Linked DNA regions of Ovis aries: region 2 is linked to region 1. Evidence: chromatin contacts called from public Hi-C data. All regions are on one chromosome and are shown on one strand. The core of a region is the stretch at or near the end of the contact, and the rest is flanking DNA. Distances in the headings are between cores, read along the strand shown. Region 1 holds the start of CALM1 (calmodulin 1). Region 2 overlaps TTC7B (tetratricopeptide repeat domain 7B).

Region 1 (4,603 bases), core at 1,553-4,052:
ACTGAGGCTACCTAGTTCTGGTCTACCAAGACTGCCTGTAGTCACCCACTTACCAGCAATCTGCTCTTCGGTCAGCTGATCAGCCTGCACAGAAAAAGAAAAGGTTATAATTCAACCCACGGGAGTCTCGAGTCAGCATAGCTTTTCCAATTAAGTCTTTTAATAGTGTTCTTTCTCAGCTGTGAAAATTTCAACCGTGTCATTTAAGAGAAACAATTAGAATGCAGGGAACTCTTTATGCTGTTTTAAAAACAAAGGATGACAAGTTAGACAAGGTCTCACTTCTGGTTTTCTTCTCCGGGCCTACCGGCTCTCCGCTCTGCGGGGGGTCCAACCGGGAGTCAGTTCATCATCTGAGAAATGGCGCCTCTCGTGGCCACAGGCCACTGCAGCAGCCGCAGGGCCGGCTCCGGGAAGAAGAGCGCCGCCTACTGCACGGACGCCGCGCTCTCCGCGGCCATCCACGGAGGGACCAACCTGCCGCGGCCGGCCCTGCAGCCAGGACCGGGGCCAGGTCAGGCCCTCAGCGCACCGTGCACACCGCTGCGGGCACTCCAGATCTCCAAACTGTCGTTACATAATGGCACTGGCTTGGATTAACAGGCTTTTATGTCTATTTTACGAGATACAGTTAAGTGGAAAAATATACACAGCAATGGGTTATCCTACCAACTTCATTTCCATGCTTTCCAATCACTAAAATTAGGCAGTTATTTGTTAAAAGCCTATCATTTAGAACAGCTAAATGTCCTTGGTCAAATTATCCTGATTCAAAAGCCGGGGTGGGGGGAATAATGGAACAGTCCTACAATTGAGCTGTTACAAAACTGCAAAACTGAAGTACACAGAAACTACGTTAATTATGAGGCTGTGCCCTCCTTTTTTTGAGAGGAACTATGAACTCTGCTAGAGGACATTTACTCTACCCTTTTAAGGGTGATCTAAGAGCTGCCCCTAATAAACACTTCACTAGAGGCGGTAATGCCGCGAAGCTAACTCTCCTTGCATCACTTGCTCTCCGCAACGCTGATCCTGGGCCTCCAGCCATGGGGATTTGGGATCTCAAGGACAGATAGTATGTATTTTTATTTTAATGAAGGATGGCTAACGAAACCAGTTCCAAAACAAGTCCTAGTAGAAAGCTAATGGCAGTTTATTCGAACTCGCAAGTGAAAACTTTCACAGGAAGAGTGATGTTCCAACATATTGACTTAGGGGGGAAACATTTTTTTCAAATTTTAACTGTGCCTCCCCTCCTCCCTACCCCAGACACAGCACGCCGGTTTTCTTCATAGCGAAGGAAGGAAACACGAGGATTTATGTAATGCCAGGGCTACGTCTCTGCCTCCTACAACAGGAAGCGCTGCCGGCCACACCTCGCAAGAAAAGCTGTCACCTCGCCGGGGAAGTGTCCTCTGAGAGTGTACATCGAGGCTGTCGGCCCGCCTCGACACTGAGGGACACGCTCACCGCCACACCGCGTCGGCCTCGGGGCAGAGGCGCGGGGGCCCCGCCGAGAGCAGCCACCCCGCCCCGCCGAGCCAGAAAGGCGGGGGGTGATGTCAGCCCTGCCGGCCGGGGGATGGCACACCCGGAGAGGCGCACGGGCGCATCCGGCAGCCGGGGAGCCGCAAAGGAGGCGGAGAGGGGAGGGCATCTCCCCTCGGACGGGAGGGAGCGCGGGCCGCAGAAAGTGCCGGGCGAGGTGGCCCCGGGAGCAGGGTGCGGGGCGCCTCTCCTTCCAGGCCAGGGAGACCACCCCCACGCCCGCCGCGGGCGGGGCCCGAGCGCGCCCCGCGCCTCCCATCCGCTTCTGCCCTGCGCGCCGCCACCTCCCCCGGAGCACAAACTTCGCGTCTCCACTGGAGACCGCGGCGCGCGCCAGCGCTCCTCCCCGCCCCCCGCCCCAGTTAGCACGGCCGAGCGCCTCCCGCGGGGGGGCCCGCCCGGTGCCCCGCGGCCCCGCTCGCCTCTACCGCCGCGCGGGGCGGGTCTGCAGGGGCGCCGGACGCCGCGACGCGGACCCCGGGACGCCGCAGGGCCCCGCCCGGGCAGGGCGGCCGGCCGGCCCGCCGCTTCCGCCCCCGCTGCCCCCCGCCCCGCGCCTTCCTGCCCCCACCCCCCCTCCCCGGCTCCTTCCTTCCCGACCCACGCCCGCGCCGCGCCCCCCGGGAGGGAGGCGGGAGGAGCGCCCCGAGGGGACGGCGGCGGCCCCGCGCCCCGGCCGCGGCGACGTGCGCCACCGGCTCGCTCCGGCCCATTCATTCTCCGCCGCTCGCGAGCCGGGGTCTGGCCGCGGCCCCGCCCGGGCCCCCGCCCTCAGGGCGTTACGGGGGCGGACGACTGAGCGGGTGGGTGCGGGGGCCCGGCCTGGCCAGAACCCCCGCTCGGGGCCGGGCGCGGCCAACCCCGGCCCCACGACGGGCCGAAATGTAAATGGGGCTGCCCAGCCGAGGAAACCGGGATGCAAACCCAGAGCGCGTCCTGAGCCGCAGCGGCTGCGCAACACCCGGAAGCCAGGAAAAGCCACCCAGCGAGGGAAAGACGGGAAGAGACATGATCGGGAGAGCGCGGGCAGGCGGCCGCGGCGCCGGCACTCGCCGCGCCCCACCTACCATGGTGCGAGCGAGGCAGGGAGGCCGAGAGAGCGAGGGTGGCCGCGCCGGGGCCGGGACCGCAGGGCGCCTCCGCTACAGCTGCTGCTGGGGCCCCGTGTGCGCTGAGCGCTGTGCCGTCGCCGACCGCCGCCGCCGCCAACTGCGCTAACGGCTCCGCGCCTGCAAGGCTCCCAGCACCGCCGCCGCGCCGCGAGCCTGCGCCCCGCGTTATATATACGGCGCCGCGTATCCCTCCGCCGCCGCGCCGCCGCCTCGCCGTGCGCCGCGCCGCGAGGGCCGGGCCTCGCTGCCTGGCCCCGCCTCCATCCCCGCCCCCAGCCCTGGCCCCGCCCCGGCGCGCCCGGCCTCCCGCCGACCCTTCGTGCGCGTGGCCGCCGGCGGGGCTGGGACCCTCGCGGAGAAGCGTGGAGGGGCGCGGGGTGCGTGCCCCGAAGAGTGCCCGCAGCTGCCAGCCCCGACCAGGGCGGAGACAGAGCGGATGCGTAGCCGACGGGGGGCGGCCCCGGCTTCAGAAGGCCCCCACCCCGCAGGAGGGACCCCTCTGCCCCTTCCTACCCCCACCACCCGCCCCTCGCATCTCGCGCCCCGGGGCAGCGGGCTGGCCCTGGCCTCGCGGTCCGCCGCTGGGGAGCCGTGGGCAGTTCTGGGGTGGGGGCGGCCGCACCTTTGGCGACCGAGGACAGGGATCTGGAGGGAGCAAGTGTCCTCGCGCAAGAAACTGCTTAGACGTGTGCTTTTCAAGTAATGTCGGAGACAAATGAACATGTATGCTCGATCGCTAAATCCGCGTCATGCTTATATGCTTAGCCAGTCTTACCTTAATGCTTTCACGTTTCCACTGACTTTTTTTGGTATGCTTGAATACTCTACCCCTCCTACTGTACTTTTCTTCCCCTATGGAAAACACTGCTCATCCTGACCCTAGTCTTACTGAAACCAATGTACCCGTGCATCTTCCGTAGACTGTGAAACCCTATGCTTTTTATTTTTATTTTTATGTTAGTTACCTGGTCCTAAGAGATCAGATCTTTATTCGTAGATCCACAGAAACAAAGAAGGAAAAAAAAGATACGTAGAATCCCCTAGATTAGAGTTGGAACACAGAGTTTAATTGACTCTACTATAGAGCACGACCATTTTTTAAATGCACAATCTTAATTATATTTCCTTTCAAGTAGTATTTTAATCTAAAATTTACTCATATTTTCAATTTTCTGTATAGCAGAAAAAGGACCATATCAGTTATAAATGTAAAGCCCAAAACTTTGTAAAAATCTTGACAAAATGCTGCAGTTTCTCTTCTTGCCAAGGCAGAGCACAGAATCTGATCTTCTGTTTACAGGGCCTGGGCAACAGTTGCAAGTCATTATCTGCGTACTCCTTCAGAGAATGTGGCAAAGTGTGTGATTGACAAGCTCTGCTAGAAAGGGCTTCGCTTGGTTATGCTTGTTTCTGGCTTTGACACAGTCTGCAGAAAAGATGTTTTAAAACAATGGAAAATGTTTGGGCACATTGTAGGTGCCCAGGACTTGTGTGATAGCCTCAGACAAACATCTGTGGAATTGTTTTTACTGATATGCCTTCTGGAATGCGGTAGGAAAGGGGGAACCAGCTGTGCAATTTAAAGGGAGGCTGCCACAGCGAGCCAGGGAATGGTGCTGCCTTCCCTCTGCAGATGAGAAAGACATCACCTACTGAACGTGGTTATCACCATCATTCTGTCTTCCTGGGCGAAAACTTGAATGGGAATAAACTGTATGTTAATAGGAGAGTTGGAAATAGGGGGAAAGGGACTAATACAAAGTCAGTTAAAAGAATATTCAGTAATACAGCAAGCTACAGTCTAAATGGCCAAATATGCTAAGGGAATTGGTATTCTTTTGCCAGGCTTTTCATACAGTAGTTAAATACATTTTAAAACTTGGTATACATTGTATAAGAAGGAGGAAAAATGGCCTCGAGATGAAATGTGTTTAATTCTTAAA
Region 2 (4,603 bases), core at 1,048-3,547, 270 kb before region 1:
TCCGGGGGGTGCACAGCTTACTAGAGGCCACTGGGTGCCTGGTCAGCTCGTGAGGCCGCTGGGACAAGGAGAGGTGGGTGCGCTGTGGGCCTGTGCCCTTACAGTGGCGCAGATACAGATACAAGTGAAAACCGGCGTGTTGAATGTTGTCTGTGCTCAAAACACCTGCACCCTGCGGACAGCACCGGGAGGCGGGAGCGCAGGAAAGGCCTCTGAGCGGGTCTTGGAGGAAGACCCAGGACTCTCCAGGCAGAGAGCGGGGCATGCGGAACGGTGCCTGGGCAGCACAGTTTCTCTGAAACTCTTCTTTTTTTTTAAACCTCACACTCCTCGTTCTGTACACAGCCCTCCCGAGGATGCCAGGCGGGGCACTCCGGGCGTGTTGCCTGCATGTCACTGCTCCTCAGACATCCTGCTGCAGGCCCGGGATGAGGCGGATTCTGTTTAAAGTAACACTTGCTGAGCTGCCTGCTGATCCCTGTGCAGTGAGAAAGGAGGCGGCAAGAAACAGGGAGAAAACGCATGCCCTCAGGGTCTTGGTTCACTCAGCTCCTGGCAGTTGTGAATTTCCCTCGTTCGATAGGTAGTTGTTGAGCACTCTGCAAGCTGGCTCTGCTTGAGGGACAAAGACCTGGGTCCTCAAGGCGCCTGCGTTCTCTTTGGGGATGTGAGGACACGCGTGGCTCCTGGGGCTTCCCTTGTTCACCATTTGTCCTCAAGGAGGAGCCGGGAACCCACGGTGTGATGAAGTTTGGCTCTTCACAACCCCGTGGGCTGCAGCACGCCAGGCCTCCCTGTCCCTCACCGTCTCCCACTTTGCCCAAGTGTGCTCTGTTCTTAGTCGCTCAGTCGTGTCCAGCTCTGCAACCCCATGGACTGTAGCCGCCAGGCCCCTCTGTCCATGGGATTCTCCAGGGAAGAATACTGGAGTGGGGTGCCATGCCCTCCTCCAGGGGATCTTCCTAACCCAAGGATCAAACCCAGGTCTCGTGCACTGTAGGCAGATTCTTTACCGTCTGAGCTGCTGGGGAAGCCCTGCCCAAGTTTGGTGTTCAGTAATTATGAAACAACCTATCACTTAGGTTCAGAACACCAGTTGGTAAGAAGAAACATGGAAAAAGCCAAACAATTTCTTAGCTTTAAGAGATCTACTGTGTTGACTTGTTCTAAAATTGATCTTTAAGGTTCTCAACCACAGATAAGGAGAAAAAATATTGAACCTACGCTAACAAGTAACTTTTCCCTTATGAGCTAGGAATTTGACATCTCGTAAGAAAAGTATTTTATTCACAGCAGAACTATGAGTTTGCATGACAGTGACAGTTGATGCTGAATTTAAGTACACTGGGCTTAAATTGGGTGACCTGGGCCAAGCTCTGAGGCTAGAAGATAATTTGGAAGGACAGACTGGAAGAGGAGGGATTTTATTTTCCCCCTGGCTCCGAAGAAGTGTCTGTGACAATGTAAATGAATGTGAAATAGTAGCTTGAGCTTGCTGTTGAAGTCGCTGCCCATCACGAGGTGAAATGATTCTCTTGTCTCCGAGTTGCTCAGAGACTTGGTTTTCCGTTTGGAGTTTGCTTCTGGAGCTCTGGGTTCCTTCCAGTTTGTCTCCCCCTTGGTTTGACAGTTTAGAGACAGGTGACAGGATTAAAGAGCTGAGTGTGCGGTTCGGAGTCACAGCGGGACAGGACATGAACAGACGCTGCTATACATTTGTACGTGAGAACGTAGATTTCAGAGGCCGGCCGTCAGAAATGCTGATTTCAGGGCCCAGGAGGTCAAGAAGGGACCGGTGCTGGCCAGTCAGTGCCCCCTGGCGGACCTCAGGGCGCTGAGACCTGGGAGGAGGAGGAGGGGCTGGGGGCGCGGGGGAGGGGGAGGGCGCGGGGGAGGGGGAGGGCAAGGGGAGGGGGAGGGCGCGGGGGGGGGGGCGGGGGAGGGGGAGGGCGGGGGGGGGGGGGGGGCGCGGGGGAGGGGGAGGGCGCGGGGGAGGGGGAGGGCGCGGGGGAGGGGGAGGGCGCGGGGGAGGGCGCGGGGGAGGGGGAGGGCGCGGGGTGGGGGAGGGCGCGGGGCGGGGGAGGGCGTGGGGGAGGGGAAGCCGGTAGAAGAGGCGGGAGGAGAGAAGGAGAAGGGAAGCAGGTTAAGGCTGGAGGGGAGCGCAGCCCCGGGACGGCGGGTGCGCCTTCCCCCGCCGGGTTTGCCCCAGCTCGGCTGAGGACACACGGAGCGCTCCCTGCAGCTGGGGCCCGCGCCAAAGCAGGGCTGGGGCCCCCGGCGACGCGGGCGGGTTTCGCCCTCCGGTCAGCCAGCGGGTGCTCCAGGGACTCGCAGGCCCTTTCTCCTCGGTGAGGGCTGAGCTGCTGGGAACCGTCCCCCGCGGAGGCAAGCTCCCCCAGCTCAAGAAGCGGGGTGCAGGAGGTGAACCCCGAGTTCTGACCGCTCGCCAGTGCCCGCTGCCCGAATGCTGGCGAGAGCGTTTTTTTGAGACTCGTTTCCCATAATGAATTCTGACATCATTGCACTCTCTCAGTCAGGGGTGTTGAAACGGAATAAATGACCTCATGTCAAGGGTCTGTGGAAACCCTCAAACCCGGGGCAGTCCGTGGCTCGCTTTCCCTTCGTGTTGGAGTGCAGTTTCTAAGCAGCAGTTCATTCTAGCTGTTTCACGGTGTCAACACTGCAAGAATAAGCTAATAGAGACACGAAAGCAGCCCTGTGGGTTTATTCACGTCCCTCAAACTGGGGGTATTTCATAGCCTCTAGAATGTAATTTTTGCAAGTTAATCTTTTTCTGTTTCTTTCTATCATGATTATCTTAAAAAAATTTTTTTCTGCCGTCATGGCAACCGTGGAAGTGATTGCTTGAATAGAATTATGCGACTACAGAAACATGAATGGTGTAAGAGCTGCTGGTGGTTGCGTGTCTCTGTATTTAGGACACTTTGTTCCTTTTCTGACGTTCAAGCTGTGCGACCTGCCCCCTCCAGCCCCCTCCTGCGGCCGCCAGCCCCGCGCTGGTCCCCGCCCCGCGGTCACTGCGGACTCTGCTGATGAACACAATTCTCCCCGGCTTCGGGAAGCGCTAGACTCCGCCGCCGAAGCTCTTCCCAGAAAAAAGCTGGAAGCAGTTTGAGAAAGCGCCGATTTGCTCAGAGGCAGGGCAGTGCTCGGGGCGCCCTCCGGCGCGGCTGCGGGTGTGGCCGGCCGGGCGGCCGCCGTCCCCGCTCACGGGGACTTCCTGCCGCGGCCGCCGGGGGGCGCCGGCCGTGCGCGGGAGGACCGCCCGGCCCTCGCACGGCGGCTCTGCGCCCGCGGCCCTCAGCTCGGGCGGCGAGCCTCGCCCTGGGCTCCAGGCTGCTTCTCCCGCGACAGCGGGTTCTCCTTCCAGTTTTTGAACCAGTTCCTACGAGTAGCTCATTCGCTGGGATCACTGGAAGCGTCAGATTGGTATCATGTACATATTGATTTGCATTATGTACATATTGATTTGCATATTAATAACGGAAAGCAGGCCTTCCTCCCCGCCTCAGGATTTTATTTTAAACGTTTTATTTTGGGTTAACAATGTCGTGATGGTTTCCGGCGGGCCGCGGAGGGACCCAGCCGCACGTGTGCGCGAATCCGTCCCCCCAGCGCCCCTCCCGCCCAGGCTGCAGGGGGGAGCCCGGCGCGCAGCAGGCCTTGCTGGTGACCCGTTTGCGCGTCCTTCCCAGGCGCCCAGCCATGCCTCCCCCCACCCCTCCCCGCGACCAGAAGTTGGTTCTCTAAGAAGGCAGCCTGTCTTGAGTCCCTCTGCTTTGTTCCCCCTGCGAGCATCGTCCTCGGTCTGAGAGCTGCGGTTCCTCTGTCAGCCAGGTGAGAGCTTTGGCGGAAAGCTCCCAGCTGGCCCTCCCGCTGCTGTGCGACTGAGCGAGCCGCTTCTCTCGTGTCACGGTGGACTAGGCCATGCCGGATCATTTCTAGCTAGAAAATCCCGTGCTTCTGTGACTGGACAGGTGTCTCCCTCTGCGAGGAGGGCCCGGGAGACGCTCTGAAGGGCCAGCTCCCAGCTGGTGTCTTCCCGCTGAGTTACGGGCGTTTGGACTGAACACTGCCTGCTGTCCCCACTGCCAAAACCGCCGTGTAAGGCTGGGCCTCCGACTGCGCTGTCTCAGCGCCGCCTTTACTCACGCAGCTTAAAACGCCACGATTTGCTCACATGTGTACGTGCTGTGTGCGCTGTCAGGTCACACTCTGGCGAGACCCGGTGGACCGTAGCCGCCAGGCTCCTCTGTCCTGGGGTTTCCCAGGCGAGAATACTGGAGTGCGTTGATTCTTCCCTCTCCAGGGGATCTTCCCCACCCAGGGATCTAACCGCCTCTCCTGCATAGCAGGTGGACTCCTTGCTCCTGAGCCCCTGGGGAAGCCTCTTTTCGTGCATACTGGGAGTTTACTCTGGGATTCTGGGCTAAAATGACACTGCTCTGTCCCGCCCATCCCGTTCTCAGCTGTAGCTGTTCCTTCCCCTGCCATGTTACTTAAGAGAAGGGAGCTTCAGTCCAAAGCGAATATACTCTATTGCCTGTGAACTCAGATCCCATAAAAGCAAATGAAGGGGAAA

Evidence for each region. Hi-C and Micro-C count contacts between places; a contact is called where the count stands out from the background.
Region 2: a contact with region 1 is called in a Hi-C map of hypothalamus, with 6 times the contacts expected there. The contact joins the enhancer-like site here to the promoter of CALM1 in region 1. A contact is called at or near these places in 6 of 16 Hi-C or Micro-C datasets (blood, hypothalamus, liver and 3 more).

The regions. Positions count from the first base shown.
Region 1 is chr7:100,044,390-100,048,992 of ARS-UI_Ramb_v3.0, reverse strand. It overlaps CALM1 (calmodulin 1), which reads right to left and starts at 2,802. Exons shown (of 5, transcript XM_060418488.1): 1 at 2,616-2,802; 2 at 54-84. The coding sequence starts at 2,618.
Region 2 is chr7:100,309,750-100,314,352 of ARS-UI_Ramb_v3.0, reverse strand. The region is part of intron 5 of TTC7B (tetratricopeptide repeat domain 7B); the gene reads left to right. Among named protein-coding and RNA genes, the nearest start is that of TRNAC-GCA, 43 kb to the left of the region's middle. Within about 2 kb of position 2,297, at least 23 of the 54 cell types and tissues checked have an H3K27ac peak or open chromatin away from gene starts, as enhancers often do. A contact at or near this core is called in hypothalamus and liver, where this site is marked.